Linked DNA regions of Mus musculus: regions 2 and 3 are each linked to region 1. A link is a contact called in public Hi-C and Micro-C data. All regions are on one chromosome and are shown on one strand. Each heading gives the region's core, a stretch centred on a gene start, on an enhancer-like site or on the middle of the called end of the contact. The rest is flanking DNA. Distances are from core to core; before and after follow the strand shown.

What was found. A called contact is a pair of places that touch in the nucleus more often than the background predicts.
Region 2: a Hi-C map of CD8 T cells shows a contact between it and region 1, with 2.9 times the contacts expected there. The contact joins the promoter of Slc2a4 here to the promoter of Alox12e in region 1. A contact is called at or near these places in 1 of 39 promoter capture datasets (liver), 1 of 484 Hi-C or Micro-C datasets (CD8 T cells) and 1 of 9 other capture datasets (adipose tissue).
Region 3: a contact with region 1 is called in a Micro-C map of embryonic stem cells, with 2.5 times the contacts expected there. The contact joins the promoter of Ctdnep1 here to the promoter of Alox12e in region 1. A contact is called at or near these places in 1 of 484 Hi-C or Micro-C datasets (embryonic stem cells), 2 of 115 datasets of contacts at active chromatin or transcription factors (bone marrow-derived macrophages and microglia) and 1 of 9 other capture datasets (liver).

What each region holds. Positions count from the first base shown.
Region 1 is chr11:70,320,051-70,324,680 of GRCm38.p6, reverse strand. It overlaps Alox12e (arachidonate lipoxygenase, epidermal), which reads left to right and starts at 2,151. Exons shown (of 14, transcript NM_145684.2): 1 at 2,151-2,359; 2 at 2,795-2,996; 3 at 3,168-3,249; 4 at 3,331-3,453; 5 at 3,542-3,645; 6 at 3,791-3,951; 7 at 4,597-4,630. The coding sequence starts at 2,225.
Region 2 is chr11:69,945,560-69,950,189 of GRCm38.p6, reverse strand. It overlaps Slc2a4 (solute carrier family 2 (facilitated glucose transporter), member 4), which reads left to right and starts at 2,000. Exons shown (of 11, transcript NM_009204.2): 1 at 2,000-2,241; 2 at 3,506-3,622; 3 at 3,732-3,904; 4 at 3,997-4,121; 5 at 4,237-4,352; 6 at 4,465-4,627. The coding sequence starts at 2,209.
Region 3 is chr11:69,978,917-69,983,546 of GRCm38.p6, reverse strand. It overlaps Ctdnep1 (CTD nuclear envelope phosphatase 1), which reads right to left and starts at 2,379. Exons shown (of 8, transcript NM_026017.2): 1 at 1,962-2,379. The coding sequence starts at 2,063. Elp5 (elongator acetyltransferase complex subunit 5) reads left to right here and starts at 2,312. Exons shown (of 9, transcript NM_018740.2): 1 at 2,312-2,340; 2 at 2,985-3,333; 3 at 3,488-3,548; 4 at 3,637-3,717. The coding sequence starts at 3,288.

The sequences.
Region 1 (4,630 bases), core at 902-3,401:
TGACATTTCAGTGCCTGCCTGGTAAACTGTATGCCTGCTAAGAACAGTTGTTTGAGGCTGGGGAAGAGGGCCACAGGAGGCCCTACATTTCAACCCTCAAGACCCACAAAGTAAGCTAGGCATGGCTTTGAGTGCCTGTGACCCCAGCACACGCAGGGAGTAGCGATGAGCAGGTCCTGAGATCTCACTGGCCAGTCAGCCTAGACAGAATGGTGAACTCCTGGGCCAGTGAGAGGCTTTGTCTCAAGGAAATAAGGTAGGGATCAATAGAGAAAGATACTCCCAAAAGTTCTTCTCTGGTCTACACACACACACACACACACACACACACACACACACCCCATGAGAAAGAACACAGGACTCTGGAGCCTGTCATGGAAAAACTGCAATTCCGGGCAGCCTGGGCTAAATGGAGTATAATGAGAACATGTATCAATGGGGGGATACGTGAACTATGATTATTGTAAAATTGTGCAACCCATAAACAAATATTAGCACTGGGATGGTAGCATAGCTATATTTTTAAAATTAGAATCAAATAGAATATTCTCTGACTATATAAGCAAGATGCATTTAAAAAGCCCTGCCATGATACTGATGCGAAGTAGCCAAGATAACTGTTTAAAAAATAAAAAGCCAGGCATGGTGGCACAAGCCTTTAATTCCAGCACCCAGGGGCAGAGGCAGAGGCAGAGGCAGAGGCAGAGGCAGAGGCAGAGGCAGAGGCAGAGGCAGAGGCAGAGGCAGAGGCAGAGGCAGAGGCAGAGGCAGAGGCAGAGGCAGAGGCAGAGGCAGAGGCAGATGGATCTCTCTGAGTTCAAGACCAGCCTGGTCTACAGAGTGAGTTCCAGGACAACCAGGGCTGTCTCAGCTCTCCTGGGAAGGGCGAGTGCAGGACCACAACTGGGCTCACAGAGACCTGGGGACCTGGGACTCTGCAGGGGTCCTGGAGTGAAAGGAACACAAGAAAGGGGTTGGGCCTGTCTCCAAAAACAAACAACAAGAAAGGCTGAGGGAAAACTGGTAAAGAACTAGACAAGTTGCATTTAGTGTTTGTTCTGCAAGATCCTTCAAGCACCCGCTCCACTATAAACTAATGGCAAGTCCGTGTCCTCCCCCCCCCCCCCCCCCCGTTTGTCTGAGAAAGTACATCTATACTTTTAGATTCAGGTCTCAGTCGCATGTTTTTTTGTTTTGTTTTGTTTTGTTTTGTTGTTTTTGTTTTTGTTTTTGTTTTTTTCGAGACAGGGTTTCTCTGTGAAGCCCTGGCTATCCTGGCACTCACTTTGTAGACCAGGCTGGCCTCGAACTCAGAAATCCGCCTGCCTCTGCCTCCCGAGTGCTGGGATTAAAGGCGTGCACCACGCCCGGCTCTCAGCCGCATGTTTTGACGGACTCTTCGACCACGAGGCAAGGGATCAGTTAGTTAAGTAGTTAGCTCTTAAGCAAAATCCATTGTGGATTCAGGGACTTTTGTCCACAGGAGCACAGGAGCACCTGGACAGAGGCAGGAGTGTCACAGGACAGAGAGGTATACCCCTGTACTCGCTCTGAGGAGGAAGGGGGGCCGAACTCTGGGAGATGTGGTGGGAAGACTTAGTCCTGAAGAGAGTCCTCTCTCCTGTTCCTTTCCCTGTCCCCTTCCCTGCAGTTTGTCCACAGTATGGGTGCTCAGCCTAAAGCTTTGTCTTCAAAGATCAGGTTTCAGGGAGGTCCAATGGAAACTTCCAGACTATAGGGAAATTCCAAACTCCCTCCTCGGGCTCTCCAGTTTGAACAATGAACACCTCTACTGCACCTGTCCTCAACAAAAACAACAACAAAACTCTTTGGTCCTTGCCAAGATGCTAAGCTCACTTCCACGGAAAAGCGCGCCCCACCCAAAGCCTTTCTACTGCTGTCATCACTGCCTGCTGCGCTTTTTTTTTCCACTAAAATTGGGTGGGCGTGAGACTTAGCTAGCTGATGTGCTTAGCTCAGGGCTGGGCATGAAGCCCTTGCCAAGAAAACAAGGTAGGGATGCATTTTTGGAAACTGCTGGCAAACCATCTAGAGACAGTGAAGGTGAGAATCAGATACCTGCTCCTTAGTTGGGGAGGGACCTGAGTGGGCGGGGGCAATTCAAATACACCAAACTCTGGTCTAGGTGTGACTCTCTGGAGGCAGCCTCTCAGATCCTCTTAAGAGCAGTTTCCCCCCAGGTCCCTCTAGAGGATCAGCCGAGATGGTCAAGTACAAGATCCTCGTAGCCACTGGAGACTCGGTTTTTGCGGGCTCCGCCAACCTGGTGCATCTGTGGCTGGTGGGCGAGCATGGAGAGGCGGACCTTGGGAAGCAGCTGCGGCCACTGCTGGGAAGGGTGAGTGCCGGCCACTACGTGGGGCTCTCGCGGAGAACCGGGGATCTGAGACTCTGCAGGGGTTCTGGGAACTGTGGGGAGGGGAGGAAGCCTGATCCCAGAGAACCACTGAGAAGGTGATCCGGGAGTGATAGCAGGCGCAGGTGGGCTGGCTGCGAGAAAAGGGGACAGAGAAAGGAATAGGAGAGAGGGGCTGGGCAGAAAGAGGGGGCGGGGATGAGACAACACTGGGGAGCGCTGCAGGTGCACAGAGGAGCCTGGAGCCCAGCAGAGCGCCCCGCTCCTTCCTCGACGCCACTCGGTTCAGGTCTCTTTCCTTGAGTGCTTCTTAGAAGGGCAATTGGAGCCAAAGCCAAGCTTCTCCGAGGGCTCACTGACACTGCTGCCCACACGGAGGACCCCAGACTTGCTTAGGAGCTGTGTCCTATCCCACAGAAGACAGAGCTGGAGGTCGACGTCCCCTTGCATCTAGGGCGCCTCCTGGCGGTGAAGCTGCGCAAACAGAAAGGCCTATTGGATTCTGACTGGTTCTGCAAGAGCATCACTGTGCAGGGCCCTGGGACCCAAGGAGAAGCCTTTTTCCCCTGCTACAGTTGGGTGCAGGGCAAGGAGACTATCTGCCTAACCGAGGGCACTGGTGAGGACTCTGGCGGTGCCGCTGAAGGATGCAGGAGGTCGTTGGGCTTGTTATGAAATAAATTACAGAAAAGATTAGAGATAGAGGGGAGCGGGGGAGACGAGAAAGGATGAGATGGAGGGCACAGAGCGGTGCCCTAAGAGGACACACTTTTGTGTCTGCTTCTTCCAGCCCTGAAGGTAACTGATGACACTCAGAACCTGTTTAGGAAGTATCGAGAGCAGGAGCTGGAGAACAGAAGGAATGTGTATCGGTGAGTTCAAGAAAACTGTCGATCGCCCTCTAGAGCCTCCAAACCCACTGTCTCACGTAAGGCTCCGTATCTGTTCCCCAGGTGGGGCTCCTGGAAGGAGGGATTAATCCTGCCTATAGCAGGGAGTACTGAACGGGACCTCCCCCGGAACCAGAGATTCATGAAGGATAAGGATTTAGATTTTTCCCTCTCTCTGGTCAAAGAGTGAGTACTTGGTTGAGTTTGCGCAGTTTCGCCTTAAGCTGTAAGGTGGGCTCTTTCTTGATCTTCTTGCACGGTGTTCTTTGCACAGGTTGAAGAACTTTGCTATTAAGGGGACTCTAGATTTTGTAAGTCGTGTACAAAAGCTGGAAGATTACCAGAAAGTATTCCCACATACAAAGACTGCTCTGCCTGGTCAGTGACCACAATTTCCTAAAGTCTCTTTAATCAGAATTCCAACCCAGCTATCCGAGAGAACTGGGGAGAGAGGGCAGGAGATGATGGGTTGGCTGGAGGGCACGTTTAGAGCTCACACTGTGTTCTCAACGGATGTCTTCAGAGCGGGTCCGTGGTTCCTGGAAGGAAGATGCTCTCTTTGGGTACCAGTTCCTCAACGGTGCAAACCCCATGCTCCTGAGGCGGTCCATGCGCCTTCCAGCCCGGCTGGTCCTGCCTCCAGGGATGGAAGACGTACAGACCCAGCTGGAGAAGGAGCTCAAGGTGCTGAGCTGCCTCTGTTTAGCTTATGCACCCAACCCCATCCCCATGGTTCTGACCGATTTCTTTCCCTTTCCTTGCTTCCTTCCCCCCCACCTCTCCTTGTGTGACTCCATCATCAATACCCTCCTTTATCTGCATTTAGGATTTCTTTTCTTAGATCATTTTTTAAGGTTAGCATACAAAATGGTGACAGGTTTCATCATCACTTGGAGTTTCTCAACTTTGGAGCTATGCCATGGTTGTGACCTATATAATTCTTTCTTTTAGGGTGTTCCCCTGTATAGTAATGTCCTAGTAATATCTCCTGCCTCTTACCTATTAGATGTCAGTAGTACATCTTTTGTGACAACCAAAAATATTGCCAAATGGTGGCGGGCTGTGTGAGGGGGGTGGAGCAGAATTACCTGTGGCTGAAATTTGTAACTGATGTAGTCTTAGCTCCTTCACCCTTTAACAGGGAGGAGAGCCTCAGGGAGGCTCAAGCACCAACCCGTACACCCAGGGCATCAGTTCTGGGGAGATCAGTTGCTTAGTATAAAATTGTTGGGCGGTAGAGAGAGGAGGACCCCCTTTGGCAAAGCGAATGAAAGGAGGGATCTGATCTGACCCAGCCTCTTCATCTGCGCATGCGCCCTGTTCCCACAGGCTGGATCTCTGTTCGAAGTTGATTTCTCCCTGC
Region 2 (4,630 bases), core at 751-3,250, 370 kb after region 1:
GGACAAGAAAAAGACAGTGACTCTAGGCAGGAATTAACCTCAGATCTACAGTCCCAACACTCTGGGTAGAACAGCAACTTCGAGGCCAGTGTGTAATATATAGTGAGTTCCACGTCAGTTTCAGGTACTGCAAGACTGTCTCAAAAACAAAACAAAAGGGATGTGCTTTGAAAATTGTAATCTACCCTCCTGTTTTTGTTGTGTTCGGCTTAGGTGTTTTGTTTTGTTTTGAAACCTTGGCTGTTCTGGAACTCACTCTGTAAACCAGGCTGGCCTTGGGGTTAGAGATGTGCCCCACCACCCCTGGACATTCTTCTCTCTTTTTATTTTTAATTATTTTTTTAAAGATTTATTTATTTATTATATGTAAGTACACTGTAGCTGTCTTCAGACACTCCAGAAGAGGGAGTCAGATCTCGTTACGGATGGTTGTGAACCACCATGTGGTTGCTGGGATTTGAACTCTGGACCTTTGGAAGAGCAGTCAGATGCTCTTACCCACTGAGCCATCTCACCAGCCCCTAATTATTATTTTTTATGTGAATGGGCATTTTGCCTGCATATATGTCTGTGTACCACATGTGTACCTGGGGCCAGTGGAAGCCAGAAAAGGGTGTTGGAGCCCCTGGAACTGAAGTTACAGATGGTTGTAGCTTCCACATGTGTGCTGGGAATCAAACCTGATTCTGGAAGAGCAGTCAATGCTTTTATCTGCTGAGCCATCTTTCTTGCCCCTCCACCCTCCTCTTCAGGGAAGAGGAGAAGCAAGAAAAGCAGTCATGACAGGATAGTCCAGAATAAAGTGGTAGTGGTACGGATGAAGAAAACCAATGTGCAAGAGAAGTCAAAACACCAACATTGAGAAGACACCATGAAAGTGACTGGTTAGCTCCTTGGGAAAAGGAACTTGAAGGAGGTCCATACTTGTACGTGTTCGTCATATAAACGGTACCATTCTGGCGGCAGCTAGACTCAGGTCTGGCGTTCCATAGAGGGCTGGGTTGTAGGTTATTGAGCTCTCAGGGGAAGGGTTAATAGAAGAGAGCCACCCCAGAAGTTAGCTACCCTGGTGCAATCCACTAAGGTTCCTCGCTCTCCCTCTAGGTGGCGCCAGAAGCCTTGCACTTCTCTTGGGCCTTTTTCTGAATTGAGCTCTCTCTCCACATTCTTCGCCAGCTCTCTCCCTGGACGTGCTTAGGTCGTGCCCTCTCAGCTGTAGACCCAAAACAGTAGCTGACTCTGGAAAGCTTGTCGCCCACGCGGCCAGCACATGCCTGGAGGCTCAGGGACTTCAGGGAGGGTGGTGTGACTGGCGTGAGCACCTGTCCCTTGGGTCCCCTCCAAGAACCAGTGTAGAGACTATGTGGAGGGGATGGGCCAGTAGGCAGCGCGCCGCCCAGAGATGCGTGGAAAGAAAGGACGATCAGGCATGGTCTCCAGATACACTAGGAACGGAAGTTATTGGTCCCTTGGATCATCTCCTCGTGGGAAGCGTGTCGCGGACCCTTTAAGGCTCCATCTCCTTTGCCCTCCCCCGCCTGGGACAGGCTGGGACACCCGGGACCTGACATTTGGCGGAGCCTAACGTGGGAACTAAAAATAGCCACTCCGGGTTACTTCGGGGCATACACACATACACACACACACACACACACACACACGCGGGCTCTATGTCATCCTGCTGGAGTTACCCCGTACCCTGGCAAGTACATGTAGCCCATACCCTCCTCTTCGACCTTTCAGGGGGACCAGCTGCACTCAATTCTTTCAGAAATTTCGCAGTCCAAGATTTTGGATGGCGGGAAGAGCCTTTTGTTCCAAGGACCCTACTTTGAAAACTCAGAAGCAGGCGGGAACCTTAGGGGCGTGTCTCCCCAGCCAGCACTAGGGCTAGGGGTGGGGGCGTGGCCTTTTGGGGTGTGCGGGCTCCTGGCCAATGGGTGTTGTGAAGGGCGTGTCCTATGGCGGGGCGGGAGTGGGGAGGTGGCTTCAGCTCTCCGCATCTTTCCCCCTCAAGCGGGTCTCACTAGATCCCGGAGAGCCTTGGTGCTCTCCGGTTCCGTGGGTTGTGGCAGTGAGTCCCACCAGACCCGCCCTTTGCACACGGCTTCCGAACGCCGGGGTCTCGTGCCGGCCAGGCCCGGACCCTATACCCTATTCATTTTTTTCTTATTGCAGCGCCTGAGTCTTTTCTTCTTTTAAAACAAGATGCCGTCGGGTTTCCAGCAGATCGGCTCTGACGTAAGGTTCAGCATACCGGGGCGAATTGGGAAATCTGGTCCAGTTTTTCTTGGGCTGAGTTTGGGGTTGGGGTCAGCTAGGAGGCGGTTCTTGCGCAGGCGCAGGGGTTGGAGATGGGGGGCTGGCTATTTATATTCAGCCTAGACAACCCGTGACTGTCAAATTCCAATCCCGCCAAGAGACAGAGTGGGTCCGAGAGACTCTTTACGCGCCCAGGCTGAGAGACTGGATTCTCGGGAATCCAGAACTTGTCTCCTAGCCTACTGTGCACTGCATGGGGTGACACTCTGCCCACGACTCTATTTGGAATGGTAGATCCAGAGTCTCGCCTTCCCTTCCCGGAGCTGTTCAGATTTACGGTGTTTCTAGGACCCGAGCACTTCGGGGGCCCCACCCCCACTGCTGGCTGTCTTCCAGGAGGCTGAACTTTCTCTCGGCCTTGCGGTGGGTGGAGGGGCAGAGGGGAGTGTCAGCCCCCCCCCCCAGCTCAGGTTTCCTCTTGGAGACAGACTGTGCCGCCAGCAGTAGCCACCACTGCCACCGCCCCTCACACCACTCACTACCATCCCTCCTCTTCCCCTGGGCATGGCTCTCTCTCCCTGCTAAAATCCCCCCTCACATCCCCGAGTACTTGGTCCCAGTTTAGGAGCTGAGGGTTGGCTAGGCCTAGACCTAAAAGGCTACCCCAAAGCAATGACCCAGACGCCCTTTCTGGACTAGCCATTCTTGGGCCTGTTTACGGCCTACTGGAGCAAGCTGAGAGAACTTCCAGAAGGAAGAGACAAGGGCTAGAGGTGATGTTAAAACATTATTTATATTAGTTTATAAAACAGGCACTGTCTGGGATACTGTTATAGTTGATTTTGATTTTTCAAGTGTTTTCACAGACTGACAGGTAGCCGAGGGAGGCAATATCACCTGACAGAAGAGGAAATCCAGGTTCAGTTTAGAGTGGGGAAGTGACTTACCCAAGGTCACACAAGTCTTGAGTCTGTCTCAAGGTCACAGGGGAATTTTGAGGTCCAGATCCTCAAACTTTTGCCTGTGGTGTGGACACAGAGATCGGTTTTTTCCTACATGCCCAGGTTCCTGTGGCGTTCTGTTTACAGTGAGATCTTTGTACAATTCCTAATATGGCCCACTTTCTCTCATCCAGTATGTTGGATGGAGCCCAGAATCTTCATGCTGCAGCTAGGCCTGGGCCCCTGAAGGAAGTCAAACATGACTCTACATGACATACCTTCCTTTGTTTCTGTCTGTCCAGGATGGGGAACCCCCTCGGCAGCGAGTGACTGGAACACTGGTCCTAGCTGTATTCTCAGCTGTGCTTGGCTCCCTTCAGTTTGGCTATAACATTGGGGTTATCAATGCCCCACAGAAGGTGAGTGACCTACCAGCTGTTGGGGTGTGGTGGGCGGGGTATATCAGGCAGTGGAAAGAGAAAGGTCTCTAGAGTTACTCCCATATTCCCCCCCCTCCCTCGCAACCAGGTGATTGAACAGAGCTACAATGCAACGTGGCTGGGTAGGCAAGGTCCTGGGGGACCGGATTCCATCCCACAAGGCACCCTCACTACGCTCTGGGCTCTCTCCGTGGCCATCTTCTCTGTGGGTGGCATGATCTCTTCCTTTCTCATTGGCATCATTTCTCAATGGTTGGGAAGGTATGGAGCTGGAGGGCAGAGGAGGGGAGGAGTAGGACGGAGGGCCACAGCATGGGTGTCGTGACCAGCCCTCCTCTCTGTGTGCCTGCCAGGAAAAGGGCTATGCTGGCCAACAATGTCTTGGCCGTGTTGGGGGGCGCCCTCATGGGCCTAGCCAATGCCGCGGCCTCCTATGAGATACTCATTCTTGGACGGTTCCTCATTGGCGCCTACTCAGGTACCCACAGGTGCTATGGCTCTACTCTGTGCCTCTGCTCTCCTTAATGTATGTGTATGAGCTTCTATATGGAATATGCAGCTATCCTCGGCTCTCTCTTCTTCCTTCTGCCCAGGGCTAACATCAGGGCTGGTGCCCATGTATGTGGGAGAAATCGCCCCCACTCATCTTCGGGGTGCCTTGGGAACACTCAACCAACTGGCCATCGTCATTGGCATTCTGGTTGCCCAGGTAAAAAGACCTGGCTTTGTGGGGAGCTGGAGTAGGAGTTGGAGAGGACGCCTGCATTTGGGCTGGAAGGAAGAGCAAAGTCACTTTTCCTCTTTCCTGTCTTTTCCTACAGGTGCTGGGCTTGGAGTCTATGCTGGGCACAGCTACCCTGTGGCCACTGCTTCTGGCTCTCACAGTACTCCCTGCTCTCCTGCAGCTGATTCTGCTGCCCTTCTGTCCTGAGAGCCCCAGATACCTCTACATCATCCGGAACCTGGAGGGGCCTGCCCGAAAGAGTG
Region 3 (4,630 bases), core at 1,130-3,629, 340 kb after region 1:
TCTGCTTCTGTTTCTACTAGCCAAGTCACAAGTTGTAGTGAATCTCTGAAGAGCCTCTTTATCTTGGTGCCCAGGGAAATGTAGAAAGCATTAAAAAGTTCTACTTGCTAAGCTAACAGGCTAGCGAAAAGCCAGAGTGAGGTGAGGACTGTTGCAGAACGGTGGGGAGGGGACAGGGACAGCACCACCTTGAGCTTTCCAGCTCGCCTTCTCCAAGACTTCTCCAGAAGCCATTTCCTAATCCCTAGAGCTTCTACGCAAAGCCTGGCAATTCCCTCCTCTGCTCTTTTCTTCTAACATACAAATGCTCTTCAGTCCATCCTTAGGTCCTAAGCCACACAGTCCCTGCCTGAAAACCAAAAGGCCCACTCTTCTCTAATCCCAAGGCATCTGCCCTTCCTTTCTCCCTGAGCCTGTGAGGAGGGCTGAAACAGCTCGGGTGTCCTGCCCTGCTATCTCGGGTTGCACATGCTGGGCATGGAGGGAATGCTCCAAGTTTCTGCCAGAGAGGGCGTGGGGAAGAAACCAGCCTGGAAGGGAGGGGAGGACAAAAGGCTGTGGGGTCGGGGGATTTCTTACAGAAGAACGCAGTTTAGGAAGTCTTTCCATAGTTGGGCTGGACACTAGTCCCCACACTCAAAAATAAATAAATAGATAGATAAATAAATAAAGGAGCTGTGAAAAGAGGGAGGGTTCTCAGAGCAAGGTCAGAAAGAGGATGAGAGGTCAGAGCATAAAGAAAACCTCAGGAGTTAGGCCCACACCTGGCCAGCCTCACACACCCTATGGATCCTATTTTATCTCAGGAGACTAGGACTGCTTATAGCCACCATCCAAAATAATCCTCACCCTAAAGCAGGAAGTGGAAGAAATAAACAGACTGCTAGAGAAGGAACTGAAGTCCAAGCCACCTCAGTCACCTCTTCTACCAGAACCACCAAGGTCCTTCTGGGAATTCTGACCTGGGCTGCCAAAGCCTGCATGCTACTCAGTCATTTCCCCCCAGAATCTGACTTCAGGAGATTTACTCCAGAGGGCATGTTCATTAAGAAGTGATGGTAAGCCAGGCGTGATGGCGCACGCCTTTGATACCAGCACTGGGGAGGCAGAGGCAGGTGGATTTCTGAGTTCGAGGCCAGCCTGGTCTACAAAGTGAGTTCCAGGACAGCCAGGGCTGGGGGCAGGGGCGGCGGGGAGGAATGGTAGCTGAAACAATGTTTACCTTGGAGAAAAGCTTGAGGGAGAGAACCCAGAGATACCTGGGTTCATCCAAACAGTCTCTACACTCCAAGTATCCCTTCATAATCGCTAGAGTCGCCTGGAGAAACATGCCCACCTTCAGATGCAAGCTCTCCAGCTAACAGCCAGCTTGTCTAATGAGACACCCAACTTTAATGTGCATCTGACAACTAAAGATGCCTATTGGAAAAGCATCGTTTTCTGTCCCAGGGTCTTAATAATAAGCCCATACACACAAGCTAGAGAATTCCAGAGCCTTTTTGGAGGAGCTCCTTCACACCCAAGGCTTTTCCTCAAGTTCCAATTCCTGCTCCATATGCCCTTCTACCCACCCACACCACTGACAAAGGAGTCTGACTTTCAACAGGAGGGTCTTTCCAAAGCCCATATCAATAGTTCTGGCTACCAGCAAACAGGTGTTCCCGGCCTCTTCTTTCTTTAGCAACAACTCTAGCTTTCGTAAGGAGAGCACCATTCTAGCCCCCGAGAACTGCCAAATCCTATCCCATTTAGGCAGATTAAGAAAGAAAGCAAACCCAGTAAAAATCATGGTTCTTTTATTAAGGGCTGAACCTTGCTTAAAGGTGTCCTACTTCTCCAGCGGGTAAAGCTCTGGCCAAGGCTCCCTTCCTAGGCCCAAAGCAGAGGCCCAGCACTATCCAAAATTCCGCGAGCACCGCGGACAGAGGACCCCACCACTGGCAGCACCCAAGCAAACTCACCGTGCGGATCTGCCTCCGCAAAAGGTAAATAAAGAAGCTCCAGAGCTTGGCGGCGAAGGCCACGAACGTGCGCAGCCCCAGCAGACACTGCGTCCGCATCATCCCGATGACCCCGGCACCGCCGGCCCCGGGGCCCCCGCGGCCCAGCTCCGCCAGCCCCCCGGGGGCAGCCCCCCGCCGCAGGGAGGGGGAACGGGGGCCCCGAGCGGCAGGAGAGGCTGCAGAGATGAGCACGGAGTGGGTGGCTTAGAAAGCCACCCCCAGCGAAGGGAAAGCCCAGCGGAACCGGGAACTGGGGGACTGGCGTGGGCAGCCCGCGGGGGCCCACATGAGCGGGAAGTGGCACCGACGACTTCGCGTGGGCTGCAGGCCGAAACAGGTCGGGCTAGGACAGGGTCCTCTGAGACCAGGAGGGAAGGGGATGGAGAATTGGGGGAGGGGGCAGTGGGGGAGGGGGCTAGGGAAAAGGGAGGGAGGGAGATGGGAGGGGAAGGGGGAAGCGAAGGGTGGCCTTCTGCGCAGGCGCGCTAGGGGTCTGCCCCGGGAAGGGGGCGGGCGGGGGCGGCGGCGGCGCGCGGTGGGCCGCGGCGATTCTCGGGGGCCCCCTGGGCGCAGGAGCTGGGGAGGAGGGGGAGGGGGAGCCGAAGGGCACGGATCGCTGGGCCGGAGTGGCCTCCCCCTCCCCGAGGTCAGGATCGCTTAGCCGCTGAGGAGCGGGGCTGCAGCCTCTGCAGCTAGGCTTCCCACTCTGACAGGCGCCATTTTACCGCCCAAAGGGCTCCCTCCTCTCTTCCCTCCTCCTCTTCCCCTCTGACATTACTTCCGGTAGTGACGTGTATTCACTTCCCCGGGATTGCTGTTTCCCTCAATTCATTCTGAGGAGGGAGGGGAAAGTTAAGGAAAGCTCTCTGCTCTGACCCCGGGGTGCAGCGTTACGCACGCGCACTAGGTTACTGCGGGGCGGGACCTGGAGAGAAGCCAGGCGCCGTGTGGGCGGGGCCGAGTGACATCATTTATTCCCAGGTTCGAACCTTCTTCGGGATTGGAGCTCGTGAGACCTCTGTCCTTGTCCCCATCCCACTGATAACTGTTCCAACGGCCCTTCTGGCTCCAGTCATGGTGCAAGAGTAGATTAAGGATGTTGTCTCTAGGACTGTGTACAGAGACTCTGGAGCGGCCCCTCCGTGTAAGCCCCCTGAGAATACGGAGCATAAAAAAACCAGGCTCCTCTTTCCGGACTTTGCGGTCCTTTAAGGTTGGAAGCAATCGTAAGTGCCCCGCCTCCTCGGTGGTGACGACATCAGAAGGCGTCCTGAGGCGTCAGAGATGCTGGACTCGTTGTTGGCCATCGGTGGTTTGGTGCTTTTGCGAGGTGAGGGATCAAGGCATGCGGTGGTAGCCTTGGGCTTGGCTGAAGGAGCGGGAGCCTGGAGGACCCGCTGGGGATGGATACCCAGCTAGGGGTGGAAGTCGTGGTCGGAGCCCTGAGGGCTCAGTAGGTCTCACCCATCCTTGGCTCTCCCCAGATTCCGTGGAGTGGGAAGGGCGTAGTCTCCTGAAGGCTCTTATCAAGAAATCTGCACTTCGGTGAGTTAGCCCACAGTTTCTCCTCTCCTTCCCGGAAAGGGAGCCGGTACCCCCACTCTTCAATATATTTCCTTCATCTCTGCCTTAGTGGGGAGCAGGTCCACGTTCTGGGCTGTGAAGTGAGCGAAGAAGAGTTTCGCGAAGGTTTCGACTCTGATGTCAACAGCCGGTGAGTATACATTAAAACAGGTTTCATTCGGACTACAGCTGCTAAGGACGTCTCTTCAACAGACAGCACAGAATCTCATACTGTGGAGAAACTGGTATCGTAGGGTTTGGAACAGTAAAAATTAAAAGACTAGCGAGATGGGTTTTTTTTAGAGACTTTAGCACCAGCTTGCCGGCTTGACTGAAGGGACATGAATGAGGCTGTTGCTCACTCAACAAAAGAGAGCAGTAAACGCTTAGATAGTTTGCTGTATATACATAAGCATTCTGGCTTTAATGTTTGCACGTTAATGCATAGTCAACCAAGAAACACTTGAGTTTCTTCTAAAGTTGATGTCATCATCTTTTATATAAGTGTCCTTGGAGTTGGTTTGTTCTAGGCCTTATTATAAGGCTCAAGACTATAGATGCTAGAATTGAACTGAAAACACAAGGCAGGATAAAGGAACATACTAATTCCAAAGAGTAGTAGGCTAAATTAACCTTTGGATAGAACTTTTTTGCCCATTTTATTTTATTTTTCTCAGAAAAGGACATTTTGTTTTTTGGTTGTTGTTTTTTTTTTTTTTTAATTGATCTCATTATGGGGCGGATCTCATTATGTGGTGTAGGCTGCGTTACAACTCACTGTGTAGTCCACAGTAACCTCTTAACTCCCAGCCTCATATCCTGCCTCATCCTCCCCTATGCTGTGACTATGTTACATGCCACATGTCCAATTTATAAGATTTCTTCAATTTAAAAAAATGGCATAAGATCACTGTAATAGCACACACTTTTTTGGGCTTTATGAGACAGGGTTTCTCTGTATAGCCCTGGCTGTCCTAGAACTCTGTAGACCAGGCTGGCCTCTGCCTCCCTACTGCTGGGATTAAAGACGTGCGCCATCACGGCTGGCAATAGCACACACTTTT